Linked DNA regions of Mus musculus: regions 1 and 3 are each linked to region 2. A link is a contact called in public Hi-C and HiChIP or PLAC-seq data. All regions are on one chromosome and are shown on one strand. The core of a region is the stretch at or near the end of the contact, and the rest is flanking DNA. Distances in the headings are between cores, read along the strand shown. Region 1 has its middle 96 kb from the start of Gm48606. Region 2 has its middle 150 kb from the start of Gm36372. Region 3 has its middle 56 kb from the start of Lpin1.

The links. HiChIP or PLAC-seq counts read pairs in DNA pulled down with a chosen protein or histone mark. Hi-C and Micro-C count contacts between places; a contact is called where the count stands out from the background.
Region 1: a Hi-C map of B cells shows a contact between it and region 2, with 2.2 times the contacts expected there. The contact joins two enhancer-like sites. A contact is called at or near these places in 1 of 15 datasets of contacts at CTCF or cohesin (large pre-B cells), 10 of 484 Hi-C or Micro-C datasets (B cells, the C10 cell line, CD4 T cells and 6 more) and 1 of 115 datasets of contacts at active chromatin or transcription factors (large pre-B cells).
Region 3: a CTCF HiChIP or PLAC-seq map of pro-B cells shows a contact between it and region 2, with 2.7 times the contacts expected there. The contact joins two enhancer-like sites. A contact is called at or near these places in 1 of 15 datasets of contacts at CTCF or cohesin (pro-B cells), 7 of 484 Hi-C or Micro-C datasets (B cells, the C10 cell line, centroblasts and 3 more), 4 of 115 datasets of contacts at active chromatin or transcription factors (the 230-238 cell line, CD8 T cells, the NIH/3T3 cell line and 1 more) and 1 of 9 other capture datasets (embryonic stem cells).

Annotation. Positions count from the first base shown.
Region 1 is chr12:16,135,179-16,137,878 of GRCm38.p6, reverse strand. No RefSeq gene overlaps it. Among named protein-coding and RNA genes, the nearest start is that of Gm48606, 96 kb to the left of the region's middle. Within about 2 kb of position 1,403, at least 66 of the 459 cell types and tissues checked have an H3K27ac peak or open chromatin away from gene starts, as enhancers often do. A contact at or near this core is called in B cells, centrocytes and pro-B cells, where this site is marked.
Region 2 is chr12:16,382,229-16,384,928 of GRCm38.p6, reverse strand. No RefSeq gene overlaps it. Among named protein-coding and RNA genes, the nearest start is that of Gm36372, 150 kb to the right of the region's middle. Within about 2 kb of position 1,283, at least 45 of the 459 cell types and tissues checked have an H3K27ac peak or open chromatin away from gene starts, as enhancers often do. A contact at or near this core is called in the 230-238 cell line, B cells, centrocytes and 2 more, where this site is marked.
Region 3 is chr12:16,532,125-16,534,824 of GRCm38.p6, reverse strand. No RefSeq gene overlaps it. Among named protein-coding and RNA genes, the nearest start is that of Lpin1, 56 kb to the left of the region's middle. Within about 2 kb of position 1,319, at least 209 of the 459 cell types and tissues checked have an H3K27ac peak or open chromatin away from gene starts, as enhancers often do. A contact at or near this core is called in the 230-238 cell line, B cells, palatal mesenchyme and 1 more, where this site is marked.

The DNA of each region.
Region 1 (2,700 bases), core at 154-2,653, 250 kb after region 2:
AGGATAAGCAGCTCTTTTAAAGGCTGGTTCTTGACTGACATTAGGAGAATCATCTGGAATGCAGGCCAAGTAGCTGATTCTTAGCTCTGATTATTACATCAGAGTCACTAGGGATGGGACCTCTCATAGACTGATTGGAAATACGGATGTCTTTCCCCCCACTTTTTATATAGCCTATGACATTTGTAATATAATGTTGTAGCTCTTCTCATCAGTAGATGTAGTAGGCTCTTCCCATTCTTTGATCTGGGCTGGTCATGTTATTTTCTGTTCTACTTGGCTTTACCTGTCAATTTAATACAACCTAGAGTTATCTGGAAAGAGAATCTCATTTGAGAAATTGCTTTCATCATGTTGGTCAGAAGGAATACATGTGGGAGAGTATCTTGATTGTTAATGACTTAGGATGGCCCAACCCACTGTGGATGGCACTATTCCTTAGGAAGGAGTTCCTGGATTGTATCAAAGAAGAGAGAACTAGAGCCAGTAAAAAAGCATACAAAAGGATGGATTGATTTTTCTCTGCCCTTAATTGGTGACTAGCTACTTTGAATTCCTGCTTCATCTTTCCTTGATGATGGAATATAACCTGGACTTGTAGTCTAAAAAACCCTTTCCATTCTTTGATATTTTTGTAGATGCTTTATCACAGTAACAGAATCTCTGGGCAGTAGAATGAAGGGAGATGTTGCCAATAGTAATTAAAAACCAAAATGCATAGCATTCTTCTGTGTCCTTTCTTCAAAATTGCTGATAATCTAAAAAGAAAAACAGAACATCCCACTACAGAATACTTGACAATATCAGGGAGGACCCCATTATCTCTCTAAGGACATCCTTGCCAGAATCCTAGCAAACCAGTCTCTGGCATTTGAGACCACCAAGGTCATCAAAGCTGTTTCTTGACCCATACCTGACCATGGAATATTCATAAGTCTAGAGATCAATGGCACAAAGTATTAATCATGCAATCAGCAATATTAATTAAGCTATTAACCTTGAAGTGGCTTGTTTTGTGTCTGGAGAGAAGAATATGGGCTAAGGGTGTTCTGAGCATTGGGGGAAGGTCAAGCCTAGTAGGATTTTTCAGGCATGATGGTGGATTTGGAACTCTAACCTAAGGAGCATGAGATGCTCCTAAAATGATCTAAGCATGCAGTGACACAATTAGGCTGGTGTTGTAGGCAGACCAACTTGGCTTTTCCCTTGAGAGTCAGTGGTGAGGGCAGAGGTTCAGAACCAACCACAGGAGCCTACATGGTCAGGTTTTGTTTTCTTTTAAATGTATACACTGTGCTTCAGATCTGTCTGAAAAGATAAAGACAGCTGCTCAGGTCCTGGCTGCAAGCCGACAGGGAACTGAAAGGGGCGAAGCTTAAGCATCACAGCACTGCTGTGGTGTGCTCTCCTGGGGTCACAGCAACGTAGAGATATGCATGGCCTTGTCACGGCCATGTAGAGATATGCATGGCCTTAAGGGTGGGGGTGGGGTAGGGCTGGAGGATTCTGTTCGCTTGATGACAGGGGTGGGAGAGGGTGTGGGGTGGAGGGGAGGGATGCCATTAAGGAAGGTACACAGCATGGGGTGCTGCCACAAGGCAAAGCATGAAGTGTAGGACAGATGAAAAGATAAGAATGCAGGCAAGAAGGGGCCAGGTTCTAAAGGATTTGACTGGCACCTGCTGAGACAACACTGCAGGCCAAAATCCTAAAGGAACTGAATTCCAGAGGTTCCCAGTACCAGGCACACAAGTGAATTTGTGAATTAAAAAGGAGAAGTTGAAAAGGTCAGAGCCCCACCCTGGAAGCTTGCATGACAGGTGTCACCCCAGAGGTCTGACTTTTTGCTATTCTGAACACTGGGGGCAGGACAAAGAAACCACCAGTAGCCACAAAGATCTCTTAGATTATTAACTTTGATCCCAGAATCTTAAAGGAGTCTCAGCCCTCAGCTACTCCAGACAATCTTCCGGAGGCAGCAGTCAGCAAGACAAGAAGAGAACATTTTTGTCACAGCACGCCCCCCACCCTCCACCCTGGAGTGTCTGATATCCCCTGCTGCCAGTCTCCAGCTGTCTGTCTAGACTAAGCACAGATTGGACCTGTGAGGTACTGAACACTGTGATCCAGGCCCACTCACTCCTGCCTGACTGCAGGGTGAACGTTCAAGAACAGAATCCAGGCTAGAGAGACGCTTAGGGAAAACTCTCCCCCACCAGGAGTCTTTCAGCATTTGCCACAAAACATGAGCAGAATTTGGATGGAGAATTGGGGCAGAGGCCTTCTTTTTCTTCTCACGATATCTTTAGGTATTTGCAATAAACTATGCTCATCTCTGTTCACTGCAGTGCCTCATCTACAGATGTACACAGGACCATGGAGCTTAGAAGAACCTTGATTCCATACCAGAAATGACCACTTCTCTCTCTCTCTCTCTCTCTCTCTCCCTCCCCCTCCCCCCCACCTCTGTCTGTTCTCTCTCTGTTTCATGCATGCCCACACTCACAGGACCTGCTCCAGTATAAGACCTTGGGAAATTAAAAAATCTCCATGAATGGTAACTTTTTGTTTTCTTTTGTTTTGTTTTTGTTTTGTTTTTGAGACAGGGTTTCTCTGTATAGCCCTGGCTGTCCTGGAACTCACTCTGTAGACCAGGCTGGCCTTGAACTCAGAAGTCAGCCTGCCTCTGCCTCCCAAGTG
Region 2 (2,700 bases), core at 34-2,533:
CACACACACACACACACACACACACACACACACACACACACACACACACACCAAAACAATTCCTACTTAGTTTAGTATTCTTGCAAGCTGAGGGAGTTAGGCCTTCATGCTCCACACTTAGGCAAACCATGCATTTCTAGGAAGATGACAGAAATTGGAGGATAAAACACAGCCATGTAATATTGCATCAGGGAGCAGTGGAAGGCAGGGGAAAAGAACCCTGGGGGTTCAGCAGGCATCTAACTTTTCAAAATTTCTCCAATAATCAAATTTGCAACTGGCCATGTGCTGCACACACCTGGCAGGAAGTATATCTAACAGAATATGCAAATACCTCTTGCCCAGATGGGTTTTCTTTCCCCCGTGTACTTTTTACAGCTTCCTTGCTTTGAGTTTTATTTACCAGTTATAAATTTAAAAATTCTTGTGTGTGTGTGTGTGTGTGTGAGTGTGCATGTGAGTGTGTGGTGTATATGTGATTGTGTAGTGTGTGTGTGTAGAGAGAGTGTGTGGTGTGTTTGGAGTGTGTAGAGTATGTGTGTGGGATGTGCATGTGAATGTATGTGTGTGTGTGTTTGAGCGTGGTGTGCATGTGACTGTGTGTCTGTGGGAGTGTGGTGTGCTTATGAGTGTGTATGTGTATGGAGTGTGTGTGTGTGAGAGAGAGAGTGTGTATTTTCTATGGTTCTGGGCATGGTAAGAGAATGTGTCTGTTGTGTTAAATTACTTGGTTTGTGGCATTTTGTCTCTGCAGCCCTAAACTCAGTGGTTCCCAAGACATGGATGCCTCCCAGTGATGAAGAATCCAGGGTAAGACCAGCATTCTTGACCTTGCTGGGCACAGTGGGTCCTGGCACAGAGGGCCAGTGGCTTTGCCACCAGACACCCTTGACGTCCATGATGTGCTAGGTTTTCTTATTTATCTGGGGGCTTGGCTTTCCCGCATCAATGGTGTTGGATGGTAGTGTCCTCATCCTGGCGGACCTGAGGGAGGGTTAACACACTGAGGGACTAGGGCTTGCTTGGCCACTGCCTGCCCTGCTAAGGGCCCTCGGTTAACTTTTGTTACCAGCCGTCCAGGTGCAGCCTCTCTCTTCCACGAGACGGCGCCTCTCGTGTCAGTCCTTGATTGCAAGTTTTGCTGCTCACTTTTGCCCTGACGTTGTGTTTATTTAAGGAACCATTCGTTTGGGTGAAACCTCACAGCGTTTAGGTTTTGGCTGAGTGAGCTGGAACACTCTGTTGAGTATTTATAGCCAGAAACATTTGTTCGCCTTAGACCACATGACTTGACATCTCTGAAACTTGAGCAAGCTCCGGTTTGCTTTGGATCTTTAAGCCTTTCTGTGGTGTAGAGGAGAGTGACGGGTTCGGAAGCTCTCGCTGTTTTGTAACTCTCTTGGTACCACTCCAGTGAGCCAAGCGAACTGTGGTCCCCATCAGTTGTCATACAGGACTCTTGAGTGTCACCATGCAGGTGTGCAGATGGCACAGACAGTAGGCCAAAGACTTCAGGTCTCTGGATTTTACCTCAAGTATTTAGCAGACAACTTTAGTGAGGGGAAAAATCCCAAACTAAACCAAACCAAACCAAATAACCAGAAACAACATTTAAAAAAGCAACACCCCTAAAACCCAACCTGTTTTTCAAATTTGGGCCGAGGCGAGTGAGTCCTGAATGCAAGAAGAAAAACCACATTTTTTTTTTCTTCTATACACCTGTGTGTGCACAAGGTAAGGCTTATGAAGTTTCTCCTTTTTGAAAAAGAAATCATCTGACTCTCAGCCAATACTATGGCCTTAATGTGCGTTCTGCCAATGCCTCCAAAACCATTTGAGAGCAGGCCACAAAAACAAAAAACAAACAAACAAACAAACAAAAAAAAAACCCAACCAACCAACCAACCAAACAACCGAACTAAAAACAAAACAAAGCAAAACAAAGTCCCCAAACTGCCCAGGTTTGCCGATGGAGAGTTGGAGGCAGTCTGCACAGACTCTGTGGCGAGAAATATTTGGAGAAACGAGAGCCGACTTTTCAGTCTTTTCTTGCCAGAAAGCCAAAAGCAAAGCTGGAATTTTGTGGTTCCGGCACTTTGTGTGCCTCCCAGTCATTTTGCACAGATGGTTCTGGTTTAAGGCCATGATGCCCCATCCACTGGAGGGAAAGAAACCGGGCGACCACCCCAAGCCTCCCATTCTGATGCCAAAGTATACTCTACTGCCCGGAGAAAATGAGAACCGGGAGAAGTTGCTTAGAAAGCTGCCAATTAGGGTGCAGAAGCTGAATGGTTCAGTGACTGTGCGATGCTGAAACCCACATTTTCCTTTGGATTATGTCACCTGGGGGACACTGACAGGGACTCTCCCCTGCTTAGCCAGTCACAGTTGCATGATACTGAAAGATTTGGGCAGGCTTTGTCTTTTCATTTGAAAAGACAAAGACCCTGAAAAGCAGAGCGACTTGCCTTTTACTAAGGGTCTGGGATACAGAGCAGGATGTCCAAGTTTACCTTTTACCCCTGACTTGTAAATTTCTCCTCTGTCCACTCTCTTCCATATTGTAGTGATTACTGTTAATAATTTAATAGGATCTGGAATCATCTAAGAGACTGATCCTGCAGGCCAGGGAGGGTCAGTCTCCTAGATGACTCCAGATCCTAGTGCTACGATCCTAGACGATCCTAGTGCTACGATCCT
Region 3 (2,700 bases), core at 70-2,569, 150 kb before region 2:
GGCCACTCATTCATCTGTGTTCTCTTTATCCTTTGACACCAGACCTCCATGGTGGTACCCAAGGCTCTCCTGTGTCCCCGCAGTTCATACCCCCATGCAGACAGAATGAGTTTTTGGATGCCTAGACTTTCCCAGAGACGAGCTTTGTTCACCTGGGAATTTGAAGGGCTTGGTCTGGTTTCAAAGAGTAACACATTCCCATTTTGCATCAGAAGCCAAAAACTATTTGGGTGTGTGTGGGGGGGACTGGTCTTAACCATCAGCTCTGAGACAGCTTTCGTGACCCCTGTGCGGTCGGTCCTGGAATGGAATTGTCATAGAGGAAAGTTAAAGAGGCCCAGTTTTGAAACAGGTTCTGGGACTTAACTCTCTTCAGGAGGCCTTTGGTCCCAACATCAGAGCTGAGACTCCATTCGACCATCTTTGTCTATCTGTGTTTTCTATCATGGTTCTGGAGTGTGAACAGCACTGTGCCCATTCCCTTGAAATACGAGAGGTGACGGGTCTCCGGGGTTTTCCCCTTTTTTAAAAAAAATTTATTTTTATTAGATGTTTTCTTTATTTACATTTCAAATGCTATCCCGAAAGTTCCCTATACCCTCCCCGCCCTGCTCCCCTACCTACCCACTCCCAAGGAGCTGAAGGGGTCTGCAACTCTATAGGTGGAACAACAATATGAACTAACCAGTACCCCAGAGCTCGTGTCTCTAGCTGCATATGTAGCAGAAGATGGTCTAGTCGGCCGTCACTGGGAAGAGAGGCCCCAGGGTCTTGCAAACTTTATATGCCCCAGTACAGGGGAACACCAGGGGTTTTCCCTTTTCAAGTCAGCTTGTAAAATGATTCCATTTCTGATTTGTGAGTTGCAAGGATTATAGGTGACCACCACATCTGAATTTTTTGTGGGTTCTGGGGATTTCAATGCTGGGCCCCTCACTTGTTTGGCAAGTGCTTTATCCACTGAGCTATCTTCGCAGCATCAGTGTCTCCGACAGACTCATGAGGATAGCCTGAAACACTATAGTCAAGGATGACTTTGAATTAGATCATTACTGCCACCCCACCCCCACCCCCAGTGCTGGGATTGCACGCATGTGCCACAATGAGTGTCTTTTATTTGGTACTGGGAATTGAACCAGGGCTTCATGCATGCTAGGCAAGTCCATGCTCTACACCCCAGGATAGACTTTACATTTGTAACCTCTCTTTTTATCCTGTAGCACCAAAGAGGATAATTGCTATCACTTGTGGTACAGCCAGGCTTGGTCCCCAAAGGGAAGCAGAGTCTGACCAGAGAAGCTGATCCTGGAAGTCAGTGAAAGCCGGTGGCCACAGGGGGGCACAGTTGGTTCTTGTTTGACCGAATAGCCTTTCAAAACAGCCTCTGCTTTGACAAAGGCCTTTCCCTGTGGTCCCAGGCTTGGAGACCAGCCAGGTTGTGGGTTGGATTTGTGTGGAGGCAGGGGAGTTTCTTCAGGGGACTGTTTCAGTGCGGATGTCCCTTGGATGAGCTCAATCCGAGGCCCAAATCTTTAAGTGAGCTTTGGAGGCCAGTCTGTTGAGATTTAAAATCTGTTCTTTGTGGCCCTGGAGGTTCTGGGAGTTTGTCCTGGGAGTTTGTTAAAAATAAAATTGTTTAGGACCTTATCCTAGACCTACCGACCCTAGCAGTGGGTGTGGGCCTCCGAGAATAGTTTAATAAGTCCTATGGGGTTCGGATGCACTCACATGTTGTGGACCATTGCAGCCCAGGCCCGGGCTCACGTCTGTCATCTGGCCAGCTCAGGAATGCTGTAATGCTATCAGCCTAGGACTCACATCAGCTCCACCCCACTTGCTCAAACCGGGAGAAGCTGCTACAAAGACCACCTCACCTCTTTGTATTAAAGGATCTTGGAGACCGAGCCACAGGTGCTTGCTTAAGTCACAAGGTGTCCTTCTGACCCTGTGGAAGCATCCAGTCAGATCTGCCTTCCTGGGGAATCTCAGATGGGAGCCACAGGCCTGGGAGACAGCAGGTCTGGCAGCCTGGGCAGAGTGAGAACGCAGGGAACAGGGTAGAGGTGGATGTGCCCAGATTTCTAATGGTCTCGTCCTCCCCGAAATGTTTGGGAGCCTCGAGGAGCCTGTCCCGATGCCAGCTATCTGTTCATTGGTGCAGGAAGTCCATTCAGCCTGCATTACTTTTAATGCATTTTGCAAGCAAGTGGCCTCTTCCTGTGACTCACTCCGCCTTTTGTGCACCGGAGGTTGTGGTTGGAAGTTTCACTTCGGAAAGTAACCACCAGTGCCTCCGATTTCTCCCGAGGCTGGAACCCCAACAAGTCACATGCATTTTGTAACAAAGAAGTGTAAATGGAGGTGCAGCCAGTCACGTTTCTGCTCTGTAAAAACATCCTTTTCTGAGATGGTCTGCAGAGCCAAGCTGAGAAGAAATGGGTTATATTTTCATTTCAGGACTTTGTGCTTTCTTTCCAGAATGTTCTTTGTCATCTTGATCCATTTTTCAGGATTATCTAAAAACAAAAAACAAACAAAAAAACAACAAAAAAAACCCCCCAAATCAAACCAACCCCCCAGCATTAGCTGATTGGGTGATCCATCCCTTAGCTGACTGAAAGTGACTCAGATCTGGACTGAAGTTTGGGTTCTGTCTACCAGGCAGCATGGAAATAATGATGGTAATAGGATTGGTTGAAT